Linked DNA regions of Gossypium arboreum: region 2 is linked to region 1. Evidence: chromatin contacts called from public Hi-C data. All regions are on one chromosome and are shown on one strand. The core of a region is the stretch at or near the end of the contact, and the rest is flanking DNA. Distances in the headings are between cores, read along the strand shown. Region 1 holds the start of LOC108460845 (UDP-glycosyltransferase 76B1-like). Region 2 has its middle 82 kb from the start of LOC108460845.

Region 1 (7,336 bases), core at 2,502-5,001:
CGCCTAATCAACCATTCATCAATTAAAGAGCAAATTGCACAGTTGCACACCTAAGTTTTATAAATTTTCATTTTGCGCACCGAAAATAAAAAAATTATAAATTGGACATTGTCTTAACAACCGTTTTCATTTTAGTTACTCAACTTTAATAAATTTTATTTTAATCACTCGTCATTAATTCAATGTTATTCTACACTCATTTTAATAAGCCAACTTTAATGAATTTTCATATCATCATTCATTTTTGTCTTTTAAAATTTAATTTAATTATTTTTAGTTTTTTCTTGGAAAAGGAAAAATCTTTTATCTTTTAAATTTTTCTTTTTAGAACTAATTTTGTTTTTTTAAATAAGAGGAAAAACATGATATGAAATTATTTAAGTTTTATAGGAAAACCAATTAATATTTTTAATTTTTCTTTTTTTTGAATTAATTTTAGTTTTTTCAAGTAAAGGAAAATTCTCGTAAAATTATTTGGGATTTTACATGGAAAAACAATTTTATCTTTTAAAATTTTATTATTATTTTCATTTGTTAGAATTAATTTTAAAAAGTAAATAAGTGACTAAAACAAAATTTTATCAAAATTTTGGTGATTAAAAAGTGTACAATAATAGTGAACTAACTAGATGATCAAAACAAAATTTACTAAAGTTAGATGATTAAAATGAAAACGATTCTTAATGGCAGTACCAGTTTCATTTTTTATTTATTTTCAATGCCCAAAATAAAAATTTATAAAAGTGAAGTAACCAAGTGCATAATTTAGCTTTAATTAAATGACCAAAATTGAATATATGAATTTTCTTTTCCCTTGCAAACGGCCATTTTACACCCCTACGATGTTTCTAATATATAATTTTTGAAGTTTTCTAATCAATTATACTATAAAATCAAAGTAATACAAAATATAATAAATAAAAAATCGAAAAGAATTAAATAAATCCATATATGATAAGATTAAAGACTCACATATTTGTAATTAAATAGTCAGGCCCACCAACCCTAATTAAGAAAAATATAGAGGTGGTAATAACATCTATATTTGTAAATTCTGATTTCGTAAAATTCTAAAATCAGTATTATTTTTCAGGTTTTGCGAAGAATGGAAAGAATATTTTGGTTGGCGTCAGATTTGCTGTTAGCATGTCACGATTTTAATTCAATTTTTAAGAATAATCTTTACGACGTAATTTTCAGTATAATTAATATTAATCTATAATATTTTTCTATATATCTAAAATCCCACTTCTTTTAAAAAATTTAGTGATGTAATTAGTTTTCACTTAAAAGTCTAATTCAGCTTTAAAAATAATTCACGTTAGTCAATTAAAAAGATGATGCGTTGTGTTGCACTTAATTCTATTTCTCTTGACAATAATGTTCATACTAATTGAGTCAATAATTAAATTTTTTAATGTATTCATTTTTTTATTAAGGTATAATAAATTATGTGAAATTAAAGCCATGAATTTAATATGGTATAAAATTATTATAATACATAATAACAACCTCTTAATTTTATTGGTAATTAGATTTTTATTTAGGTAATTATTTGATACACATATAGTGAAAAGTTTTATTTCACAAACGGGTTGAGATTTTGCCATATATCTATTATTTTTAATTTTTAAATATAACTTAAGGATACATGACAAAATTTAACTCCATATAAAAAAAGTATTGTTAGATATTTTAAAAGAAAAATTAAAATGAAGTAAAATTAAAAAAAAGTGAAAGATAAAAGTTTGAAAATCTCCAAAATTTTTACAATATTTATTTTCACAATATTCTTTTTTTTTTTTTAAAATATGTCATGAGATATGATGACTAATTTAACACATAATTTTAATTAGCAATGACCCTATTGATATAATCTCGATAAATTAAAAATATAATTAAAATATTTTAAAGTTTATAGTCTAAAATGAGCTCCTAACATTAAATTGACAAAAGTCGCAACTCCAAAAGTGAGAGAACCTCGTATTCAAACTCCATAATAATAAAAATAAAAGCATCATTCAATCAAATTCTAACATTAAGTAATAAATAACATGTTTTTTAAAACTTAGTAATGTCTAAGAAATTCATAAATTTCCCATTTTCTTGTTGGTTTCTAGAAGAAAAATAGTAACTTTTATTTTGAAGAAGAAAAACTAGGAACATAAAATCTAGACGTATATAATATTAAAACAAACTGCGTTTTACAATTTCCCTTGTGACTGGGAAGATAATATTAGGCTAACCAAGCTTTCTAGAGAACGATATGAAGAACCTTGTTGCTGTGTAGATTGATTGGCCATCTTCTTAAACTGAAGAATTCGATCTCTGATTTCATGGCCTTCAGCTTCGACCAATAGCTTTCGGACAACCTTTGCAATCTCGAATCTATCAACTTTATTCTCCAAATGAACCCCAATCCTCCAAACATCGCTAACATATCTAGCGTTAACCCTTTGGTCCCCAAAACAAGGGTGACAAATCATTGGAACGCCTTCACAAAAGCTCTCTAATGTTGAGTTCCATCCACTGTGAGTCCAAAACCCTCCTACCGCAGTGTGAGCCAACACTTCTTGTTGGGGTGCCCATTTCACAACGTGTCCTCTCTCTTTTATCTCTTCCATGAACCCCTTTGGTAATGGTTCCAGCCATTCTGAGCCAATCACTGAACCTGGTCTCACCACCCACAAGAAAGGCTGCTCACTGTTAGCTAAACCCCATGCTATTTCTACAAATTCCGACTTTTCAATGCTTGCCACACTGCCAAAGCTTACATAGATGACAGATTTGGGTGCTTGTTTGTTTAGCCATGAGATGGCGCTTTGATCTTGAGATAGTAAGCTAGTTGAAGGGACTGGAAAATACTTGTGCAGTGGACCTATTGGGAAGATCGGGACCCGAAAATTGTAGCGGAAATCGGTCAGCGACCCGTGTTCAAGCTCTTCAAATGAGTTCCAAATCACGCCTGTACAAGACTTGGTTTGTTCCACTAAAGCTGCAATTGTTTGATGAAGACCCTCTTGATCTTGTGTTTTGAAGACTGGTATATCTTTGACTTTAAGAGGTGGAAGCTCAATAACTGGTTTCTCCTCTTGTGATTCTGAGGGGGGAAAAAACCGTTGTTAAATAAGATTTGCTAAAATGATTGTGACAAATTTGGTTAGAATTAAGTGAAGAACCTTGTTTTGGGAGATAACCCTTTTCTTGTAGAAGGGGTAAGGCAGCAAGAGCAAGGAAAGACGAAATGTTAGTAGTCCGAAGCACAAATCTAGGTAACTGAAGGCTTTTGGCGATGGAATCTGTGAATTTCCAAGTCGAATCCGAGATCAAACCAGCAACAGGCTCATCGGAAACATCAGATAACAACTTAACCAAGCAATCACGAAACGGCTCGGCGCAATTCGCATTAAGGAGCGAAATAAAGGATACGAGATTATCGGCATTAGAGCACTCACTTTTGGATAACCCGTTGGGGATGGAATGGAAGGTGAAGTGGGGATTCTTTGAAGGATATTTGGGAGAACTGATGAAGCAAGTGTGGATTATAGTGATTGAAAAGCCTTTAGAATATAAAAGATTTGCAAGCTGAAGCATTGGGCTTACATGACCTTGCAATGGCAACGGAAAAAGCAACAATCTCAGCCATTTCTTTTGCTTCCTATGAGTCTCTGTTTGGCTCTCCATTGGAGCTAATTGCTTTGGTTTCCAGCAATGCCCGATTCAGCCTTCTTTATTGCAAAATCTATATATAGAGAAATTGATATGGTAGAAACCTGTCAATTTTAAAGGCCAAATAAAATAGAAAATGTTAATGAAGTTGCCAAATGAGGTTAGCTCATAAAGCACATGCGTACAAGACAAGATAGACCCAACATTATTTCACTTGAGTTAATTAGACGAGACTCGAGTTAACAGTAGATTATAAATCTCTACGACATCGATGGTTTTTTTTTTTATCAAAATAATACAAAAAAAATAATTACAAAAATGAGATAAATAGTAGATTAAAAATAGTGTATTTTTTACAATATTATTGGATGCTGTCAATGTGTCACACAACACCACCCTAAAATTCACCCAACCATTTGTCAACCATTTCGGTGTTAAAAAAAAAAATTTAAATGGTGCCGCCATCATGTCAATAACACCATAAAAATACATGTACTTTCTCTAAATACAAAACAAATATGATACTGATAAAAAAAATATTTTTTAAGTGGTATAATCAATGTGCCAGACGACACTAATTTGAATTTAAAATAAAAGTTGGTTGAAAAAAAAAGGCTAAAAAAAAGTACAGGATAAGATAGGTCAGACGACATCGGCTTGATGCCCTGCCACTGACTTGACCAATCGATATAGGCTCTCTATCCAACCCCCTACTTTTGTTTGCTTTTCCATTCTTTTTTTTTCTCTTATATATTGCTTTGATCCCCCCTAATAACAGAAGCAGAAATAAAGAAAAGAAAAAAAATTATTTGTGTTGAAGTTTCGAGGAGAAAATAAATTGTTTGTATCGTTTGTGTTGGAGTTGGAAAGATAGTGAGAATTTTAAGATATATATATATTTGTAATAATAATTTGTATATTATATATTTGTATTTTATTTTTAATATTTAGATAGATTTAATGTTTAAGATTATATTATTATATATATTTATTTTTATATGTTTATATATATTTTAATAAAGATACATATGTTTTAATATTAATTTGTGTAGAATATAAAATTTATTTTCAAACATTCGGGTTAAAGTAATTTATTTTAATATTTTTTGTTTAGTTGGTGATTAATATTATTATGTGAAAGTGTTATTGTTTTAAAATGATATGTTTATTCAATTTTGTTTGTGTAGATATTAAAATAGATTTCTTGATTAGAGCAATCAATCGCACTACCATGATGACTAATGTACTAGTAAAAAAATTACTAGTGCCTATTCATGGGTATTTTATAAATTTGCTCGTCATTATTTTTTAACTGACATATTTAACTAATATGGTAACTTGTTATGGACAAGGTGAGTACTGACTCTTGAAAGTGCTTGTTCATGGTCCGAGCTATCGGCCTTTTGAACGTATTTTCCCCTATTTGAATGTCGTGTGTAACATCCTACACACAACCCGATCGTCAGATCTGGGTATGGAGCGTCACAACTTAAAGCCAACTGGACTAACAGAAACATTAAAAAATTGAATACTTTAGCTCGGCAGATATTCCGCACACTAGGCGATAACCCCCAAATATCGAATAATATATGATACTTTTTAAACCACTTTAAAACAATAATACTCTACTTGTAATCAGGTTATTTAAAAACATTATATCACAGAAGCCTTATAACCAATGACAGGTTATACAAAACATTAAATGACTAACATGAGTAACATCATTTGTAATACCCTTCACCAAACTCGTTTGCTGGGTCTGGGTACCAAATGTCGCAATTAAACCCATCGAACATACAGTACAGATAAACTTAACTAGTCAAGTTTTATTTAATAACTTAATAAAATATTTTTACTATTTGAACACATCGAATAAAGTAACATTTATAAATACTTTAATGTAATTGTCTATTAAAAATAATACAATAGTCACCATGAGTTGTTGCTTAAATTGTTCACTATAGAGACTTACTTCAACTTAAATTATATAACAATTTAAGTATACATGATGTATATCAACTCAAGATCAATTAATACTTCAAACCCCCGAGGCGGAGCTTCTAAGGGTGCCCCCTCTATATACATTATACCACAATCCTCACATCCTTATCTGCAAGGTCTGGCTTGTTCCCTTCCAAGCTTTCCATACAATTATCGGTCTTGCATCCAAGGCAAACCACTCATAAGTTCATATGAACTTAGTTAGGTTTCGTATGCTCACCACTACATAAAAGAATCAGTATATGGAATTTCTGTATATAATTAAAACTTCCTATTTTTCATTTAGGCTCTAGCAACTGTTTCTGTGTTTGATGTTTATGCGTTTTTCTTCTATAACTCCTAGCAGGCACTTTACAACAACACAACTACCTAATGGATACTCCCTGACGACTCATATTGTAGTCTCAAGCTTCATCTCAGATTCCCCGTTCTTCTCACTGGTTATTCTATCGAGCATTTCATCTTTTGGATGGATGTTTATATATATATATATATATATATATATATATATATATATATATATATCCACTTGGCTAACTTGTCGAATAACTATACATATTACATCGTGAGGGCATATTCTTTTCATTATCTTTACCCTCTTAAAGCTCTTGGTGTAGGTGTACGATCTTGTTATCTCTTTACTTGTTTACAACCAATTTGGTAAATATTAGTGCAATTGAGAAATCCCACGAATTCTTATCCTCACAATAGGCTGTTTAATCTGGCAAACCATCGCTAATAGACCCTTTCTATAGATAGCCATATGAGGTAGTCCTTACGACTTATAGTTCCATGGTAATCCTAACGGACTTCTAGAACAAATAGTCTATGGCGGACTTCCCAAAAGATAGTCCATGGTAGGCTTCCCAAAATATGATAATCCTGACAAATATTCTAATATACTGGATAATCCCTCTAGACCTTCCCACTTAAAACAGGTTTTGACAGAACTTTAATTTATTTGGTAATCCTTATGGACATTTTTGTCATTTTACATCTCTTTGACTAAATTTACCAATAAGATAGTCCCTAACGGACCCTCCATTTAAGATAGTCCTCTTTGGTGGACCCTGAGTGGTGGATACCAGTTATGAATACTATGTAAGGAAAAACCCTCCCCATACATATCCACGGACATCGCACTTTTATATATCTTTCTTGCCTTCATATCTTGGTGGAGCCTTACCTTAGCAAATTCGCTAATGCTTCCATATTCACCATAATTATCCTGACGAATTTCCTTGTTTGTTGTTCTAGTAGACTTCATAAACACGCTACTCGTATCGCGGTTCTCCCACATATGCCATGTTTACCATCCTGGCGAACTTCATATGTTGCCATAGCCCAGCTATGATCTTACACTATATGATGTCATGCTTATTATCCTAGCAGACTTCATATATTTCCATAGCCCAGCTGTAATACCTCTAACCCGTATCTGTCGCCAGAACAGGGTTACGAAGCATTACCAAAATTTAATAAACAAATAGACAGAAAATTTCATTTCATATAGTATTCATATCAAAAGCCAATCAAAATCATATATATTGTCCTTTATATGAGCCTTCAAGGACCAAAATACATTTAGAAACAAGTCAGGACTAAATCAGCACTCAAATTCTTTTTGAAATATATTAAAATTTCACCAAGGTGCAGGGGGCACATG
Region 2 (7,336 bases), core at 1,356-3,855, 83 kb before region 1:
TAAAACCATAATTTTATGATTCAACTCTCCACCTTTACCAATCGAGAATATGCCTCAAAGTTTCCAAAAATGACATTTCTTTTCAACACATTGTTTACTTGTGAGAATACAATTGACATGATCTTTATATGAATATATTATGACTTATTGTGTTCTTGGTCAATCTTTAGTCTCCCTAAACCTTAATTTTTTTTTTAAATCTTTAAAATTGGTATCATACTTTCAATTCTTTTATTGCTTTTTGATATACCAAAAAAGGGAGAAACAAATGAAATTTATATCTGCATAGGTTTTACATAGGTTTATCTTTCATATGCTTATGCAAATCAATTAATGTTCATGCATGTATGCTCATTGGATACATTGCTTAAATGCATGACATTTATAAAGTCTTGGTATTCTTCATTGAATTTCTTGTATGCTTATTTTTCATATCTCTTGTAGAAATTCAATGTTTCTGTTTAAGTGTTTGTGCTTAAAATTTTTCAAGGAATAATTTATTAAGAGAGAGTTGTCTTTTGAAAATGTCTAAATGATTTAGGGGAGTCTTTCAAAATAAAAATTTCTCTTAAATTTTTTTTATATTAGAAATGGCGAGATTGTTGACTTTGATGTCCCAAGCTTTTGATGTAAGAACATTTAAGATAAATTTTTATTTTATTTCCTAAGCCATTTGGTGAAAATAATTATTGAATTTTTTTTACACATTTTCAAATCATTTCAAAGACTTGTAAAAGCACTCAAAAACATATTTTAAATTTGTTTTAATTTATCTAAATGTTTTTGAGTCAATCTAAAATATTTTAAACTCATTTGATACAAGTTTCGGAAGTTATATCATTACTTGGAGGAAGTTTTACCGATAGAAGCAAGTCAAAGAGCACCCCAAGCATTGCTCCAGAATTCTACCAATACTTAAGGGGACTTCTACCAATACAAGTCCACTTCTACATCTTGTGAGTTGTATCGATAAAAGTTTGTCTGCAATGCTTTCAATGGCTATAAACGATCACAAAATTTTCCATTATCATGTATACACATCAAAAACACTTCAAGATACTAGAGATGAACATCCAAGCATAGAAATCAAGAGAAAAGCTTTCAATTCTTTATTTTCTTCATTTTATCTTGTACATATCCCTTGAGAGCTTATTGTAATATCTATTCTCACTCTCAAATCTTTTTATTTAGAGCTTCAATTGACAAACAAACACCTACTAGAGGTTCATTGTTGTAAAGAGCATACTTATGGTTTTTGAGGTATAAAACCTTAAGTAGATTGTAAAAGGTTTTTAGTTGAGTCACAAAAATTAGGAAGCGTTCTAGTTTAGCCGTAAAAGCTAGGGGAAAAGGTTCTATCTTAGCCTTATGAAAAAAAATATAGAAATTGTAAAGGTTAAACATTCTCCTTGAAAGATATCAATTCAAGTATATTATTTGGAAAATTTTTAGTTGAGGTATACCAAAGTAGTGGGGATAGGCAATTGGGGTAACCACTATAAATCGAAGTGCCCAAGGTTTTCTTCCATTTCCTCATCCTTTAGAAAAGTTTGCAAAGAATCTTAAAATATCAATTCATCCCCCCTTTTGGTATTTTCGGGCCTAACACAACCCAATAGGTTTGTTCTTAGTGACTTAACCTAACTTGCTAGCATAGGAATATAACTAGTAGGGAAGGGGGATTAACTTAGATATTGAAAGGGTCTAGTTAATATCATGGAATTATGTATTAGTAATTACATGGATTTAAAAATTGAATGAGAAATAATTGATTTACTAGTTTAGGTGAAGTTAGAGTTCCGTGTCCATGAAATTGATTGAGAAACTTGAAAGTTTTCATTACTTAGTTTAGTATACTTTTATAATTTAGTTAATTTTAGTAGTAATTGAAATTTATTTTATTGATCTGGATTAGATAAAATGAATAGTTGGTAATAATAGCTTAGAGTTTGGTATTCATGGGAACAATCTCTTTTATCACTTTATTACCTGATCAACACATACACTTGTGTATAATTTCCAATTATCAATATTATATATAAAAGATTATTATTTAGGTTAAAATATGCTCAAAATCCATGTACTCTTTGTACATTCAGAAGTTAGTCCCCTATTTTTATTTCAAGGAATTTAATCTATTTACTTTTCAAATTTAAAAATGCAAGTCTAGCTGTCAATATAATTAAAACTCTTCTATTAAATTCACGTTCATAACAACACCATTTTTATTACGTAGCTATTAAGTGAGTTTTTTTAATTTCAAAATGTCACAGTAAAGAATTTAACAATTTTTTTTATCAATGTTAGTAATTAAATTTAAATTTTAAAATATGAAAAATAGAGGAATTGAATTCCTAAAATAAAAGTAGAGGAATTAAATTATAATTCTAGAGCATATTTCAACTTATTTTTTTACTATGATTTCTTTTATGAGTTGTTTGATGGTTGATTATGTGGCTCCTCTATTAGCGGTTTCTGCTGGCTCCACACTTGCGTTGGTGATTTTTTCAAGTTTTGTTGTGGCATGATCACTCTGTTGAAGGATGTGCATATCGCTAATGGGTACGTCACTCTCCAACTCTCTTTTTCCAGTAATTGTGACGACTTGGTGGGCTAGAGAGTAGCATTTGGTTTTCTAGATTGCTTTTTTTTTTTCTTGATTTGAGCCCCTACCTCTCTTTATATATTTTTGAGTAAATTACACTCGTTGTTCCTTAACTTTGGTCAAGATTATGTTTTGGTCATCCAACCTTTTTATTTGTGTAATAGCTATTAATGTTATTAAATTGTTATATTTTAATATTTATCTGTTATCTTCAGTTAAAATGATAATGTCTCACGTTAATTTAAAGGGTCAATAATTAATTTAGTTTCTGAAATATAAATCAAATATATTTTTTGATATTTTTAATTATTTTCTTAATAATTATTCTAATTTTTAAAAATATATTAAAATAAATTAAAATTACTAAAAATATAAAATGTATTAAAATATAAATAATTATTATAAAAATAAATAAATATTTTATATTAATATTAAATAAAAATTATTATATTAATATGAAATAAAATAACTCTCTCCCGGCCCTCTCCTCTCCCCCACCATCGATCCCGCTTGCTGTCACTGTCTCTCCCACCCAGTCCTCACCCCCACCATCTCCTACAAATTAAAAAAAAAAAACAAAAATCAACACGAATGCGTCATTCACGGTGCCAGCAAATCAAGAAATCCTTTTACAGATGGTTTTTTGACATACCAAACCAATGCAGTTCCTCAAACCTTAAATTTGTACTTGACATGTCAAACATGGTTTCTTCAAATACAGAAGTGGGCATTGGCAGATACAAGGGGTAGGTGGGAGCACAGCCCCTAGGTTTTTAAAAATTTTCATAACATCTCCTTTAAGATGAATTTTATTATATTAAACCCCTAAAAAATTTAAATTCTACTCCTAAACCCAAAATAGAAAAGAACAACCCTTTAAAGTTTAAAAAAATATATATTTATCTCTTATAAAATAACTTCTTTTAGAAGTATCAAATTTTAAAGCTTTCAAAGGAAGCTACAATAAAATAAATAAATCATCAATTTTTTAAAAAATATAACAATAAAAGAAAAAAACTTTTACCCATAAGACTGAAGAAAAAGAAAAACAAGTTAGAACAAAAAGAAAAGAGTAGTGGAAAAAAGCAATTAACGAATTATAAGAGAAAGAAAAAGATATTATCATCAAAGAAGAAGAAAAAAATTCAAGATATTCTTTAAATATTTTGGCTTGCTTTCTCTATTTCTTTTATAGTTCTATACTTGTATATTATCTATAAGTATCCAAAAGAAACAAAAAATCCCAAATTTTAAGGTTTAGCCTAAGTCAACAATACTAATATAAGTTTGCCCCTAAATCATATTTCTGAATCCACCACCCTCAGTGGGACTGGAATTTTAATTTGGAATGTTTGGAGCATTTCAGGTAAGAAAAGTTACATGAACTTGGTTTAAATGGTGTAATTGTTCAAACAGTACTCTTGAAATACCTGTTAAAACATCCCTCGGTGAAACCCAACATTAGAACTCACCCTTTTGTTCTTTTATTGAGTAATTAAATTTGAACTCTTCAATTCAATTTGTAATTTAATGACTGTGATAGTAATTCATAGTTGTTTTCTTGTTGTACGAAAGTAGGTATATGTAAGTAAAGCTAAAATAATCTATAAACAGGGGCGGATTTAGGGGGCTGGCAGGGGCTCGACCTCCCTAAAATGTAAAATTTTTATTTAACTCTTTAAATTTTTAAAAATTTTTAAATTAGTAAAGGTAAAATTGTACTTTGGCCTCACTAAAATTATAAAAATTTAATTTAATCCTTTAAAAATTATAAAGATATAGCCTATAAAAAATTAAAGTTTCATTTAACCCCTTAAAAATTTGTTCTGGATTTGCCGTTTTCTATAAACCATGTCAGGTAGCTGATAATGATAATGTTACTAATGTATGGCCTTCATTTACAACGGGAATTGAAAATCATGGGATAGAACAATAAGGTTGTTTCAACATTTTCTTTTCCTGGTATCATATTGTTTAATATTGTTTTACAACCAAATGCAAAGAGAGGGGCAGATAGGAGAGGGACGCGGTGGGGTGGGGTGGGGTGGGAGAGAGTTTATTTTATTTTAATATAATAAGTTTTATTTAATATTAATATAAAAAATTTTATTTAATTTTTATAATTTTTAATAATTTTAATTTACTTTTAATATTTTTAAAATTTTAAAATATTTATTAAAAGAATTAAAAATATCAAAATACTATTTTTATTTATATATGAAAGATCAAATTAATTATTAACTTTTTAAAGTAATGTGTCATGTGATATAAGTATTTCATTTAATGAATAATTCAATTAATCCTCTGAAATTATATTTGCACGAAAACTCGAATATCATTTCATTTTCATGTTTATAACCCTTTAAGCCTAATTTTATTATTCAATCTTATCCTCTTTCAAGAAAAATATTCATTCTTATCTATTAATCAATCTCCAGTATATCTATAAACTATATATAGAAAGAATGTTCCAGCTGACAGTCATCTAATCTTATTTCCTTACCTTCTGATTTTTCCCCATTTTTTAACATATAAATCTTTCTTTAAATAGATATAAAACAGCATCGCTGACTTTTTTATTTTTATAAAATAATATAATAAAATTATCTCTTATAGGTTCACTAATTACTAATTATTGGTGAGTTGTTTTATATGTATTATTCAAAAAATGAAGACTTGATGATTATTCATTCGTTGGAATAAGAAAAAAAAATTTGATAAATAAAGATCCCATAAAAATTCTTTTCAAAGAATGGACTAGACCGAGCCATTTTTCAAGAACAATAGTTAAAGGACTCAATACTACCACTTAAAATATGAAACCTACATGTTAATGCTCACCATTTCGATGTCATACCAGTAATTTAGAGAAAACCTCTCGTAAAATATTTAGTACTCATTTCGATTAACTCTCTATCATCTTTCTTTGACAGAGCAGTATGTATTTTCCAAGGTGTTCCTTTTTCCAATTATGAAGCATGGATCCTTAAAAGAGAATTTGACAGCTGTGGAAAAATATTTTGGATTCTCAAGGCATCCTAACCTTACATGTGCGCCATATGGGTGAAACGTGTAAGATGTTCAATGATCAAAATAGGTGAAACATGTAAGATGTTCAATGATTAAAACATGATGTTTACGTAGCATCTATATCTTATTTCATAGAAACAATTTTGGACTTCGAGTAGTCAATTTCAACGCAATCATCTGCCTCTACTAAGGTTGGCCAAGAGAAGGCTAAGGCTATTTTACTTAAATGATCTAAAAAAATTAATTATTTACGTAAATAACTATGATTTAAAAATAATTACCTAAATGATCATGAATGAAAAATAAATTTGGGTAACGGAGAATAGATGGCTGGCACCACCTTTTTTTCTTGACACAATCGCTAGGCAATGATTTTGGACACTAGATGGCCATCACCCTTGTATTTTTTTTTCAAATCGTATCATACTGGTAGATACCAATATTTTAAAAAAAATTGGGGTGTTGGGACACTGATGGCTAACACCCCTTTTATATGATTTAAAAAAAATTTAGGGTGTCAGGACATTGATGGCCAGTACTCCCTTTATCTAATTAAAATAAATAGTTTTTTTAGGGTGTTGGGACATTGATGGCCGGCACCCCCTTTATCTGAAGCCAGTTATATATAGGTGTTTTATTTTCCATTTGAGATTTTTGTTTGCTTTATCCGTTGGAAACTGAAATTAAGCATATCAGTGTTTTGTTTGTTTAGGAGGAAGCAAAAATTGTTGACGTTAAGTTCCCAAATTTTGTTAGTTTATGTTCATTTTGATGGATAAATAATAAATACAACTGAAGAAGGTTTTGTCGTTCAAAGTTGGCAAAAAATTAGAATGAGATTCAACAAGTGTGTTTTAATGGCGGACTTGAAACAAAAGATCAATACAAAGATAACTGCGAGAAGCAAATGTTAAAACTATTTTACAAATTTCTGATTTCAACAGATTCGCTCAAGTTCTCAAAAATGAAGATTGAAAATGATGATGATCTAAGGACAATGATAGCAATTTATTGCCCCTTGAGATGGATAATGCCAGCAGGGTTGAGTTGCTCGCGGAGATAATTGATCTGGAACCCGTTGTAGTTGTAATTCCAGTAAGTCAGCATTCTATAATTGATATTGATCTTAATGTCTGCTAGAAAGTTCAACCGAGTTTTGGAGGGTCACTTCAAACTCCCGAAAATCTAAACTACGGTGGATGTTCGTATAACATCCCAATCTCATGTCCTCGTCTAGAGATTCAGCTAGAGGTGTTGGGCACATAGAAGATGGTGATGAAGGGTTCAATAATGAAGATTAGTCCTACCATGATAATAAAGATTTCAGTGACCTCAATTTGGAAGAGATCCTTGGAGACATAGATAATGAAGGCATGGTAGAGGGTGAAGATGCGCAACCTTATTCGGCTGGGAACATGGGTTACGGTATAGTTATCCGTAATAATCTAGGAACCTTTATATCTAGCATAGATCCTGATGCGGCGCATGTAGGTGAGTTCCCCGAATATGAAGAAATAGTGTTGACTCACCTACTAGAGGGAGAATTGGACGCTGAAGAGTTGTTTGTAGGATAACAGTTCAACAACAAAAAAGACTGTGTACATGCAATAATGTAGTATAGCCTGAAGTTGTTTCTCAATTACAAAGTCGCGAAGTCTACACAGTGTTTATACATTGGAGAATGTTAGAAAGCTTAAAAAG

The links. Hi-C and Micro-C count contacts between places; a contact is called where the count stands out from the background.
Region 2: a contact with region 1 is called in a Hi-C map of leaf, with 1.6 times the contacts expected there. The contact joins the enhancer-like site here to the promoter of LOC108460845 in region 1. A contact is called at or near these places in 2 of 5 Hi-C or Micro-C datasets (both in leaf).

The regions. Positions count from the first base shown.
Region 1 is chr4:15,807,262-15,814,597 of ASM2569848v2, reverse strand. LOC108460845 (UDP-glycosyltransferase 76B1-like) reads right to left here and starts at 3,751. Exons shown (of 2, transcript XM_017760523.2): 1 at 3,180-3,751; 2 at 2,021-3,100. The coding sequence starts at 3,684. The coding sequence ends at 2,205.
Region 2 is chr4:15,888,965-15,896,300 of ASM2569848v2, reverse strand. No RefSeq gene overlaps it. Among protein-coding and RNA genes, the nearest start is that of LOC108460845, 82 kb to the right of the region's middle. Within about 2 kb of position 2,605, at least 2 of the 2 cell types and tissues checked have an H3K27ac peak or open chromatin away from gene starts, as enhancers often do. A contact at or near this core is called in leaf, where this site is marked.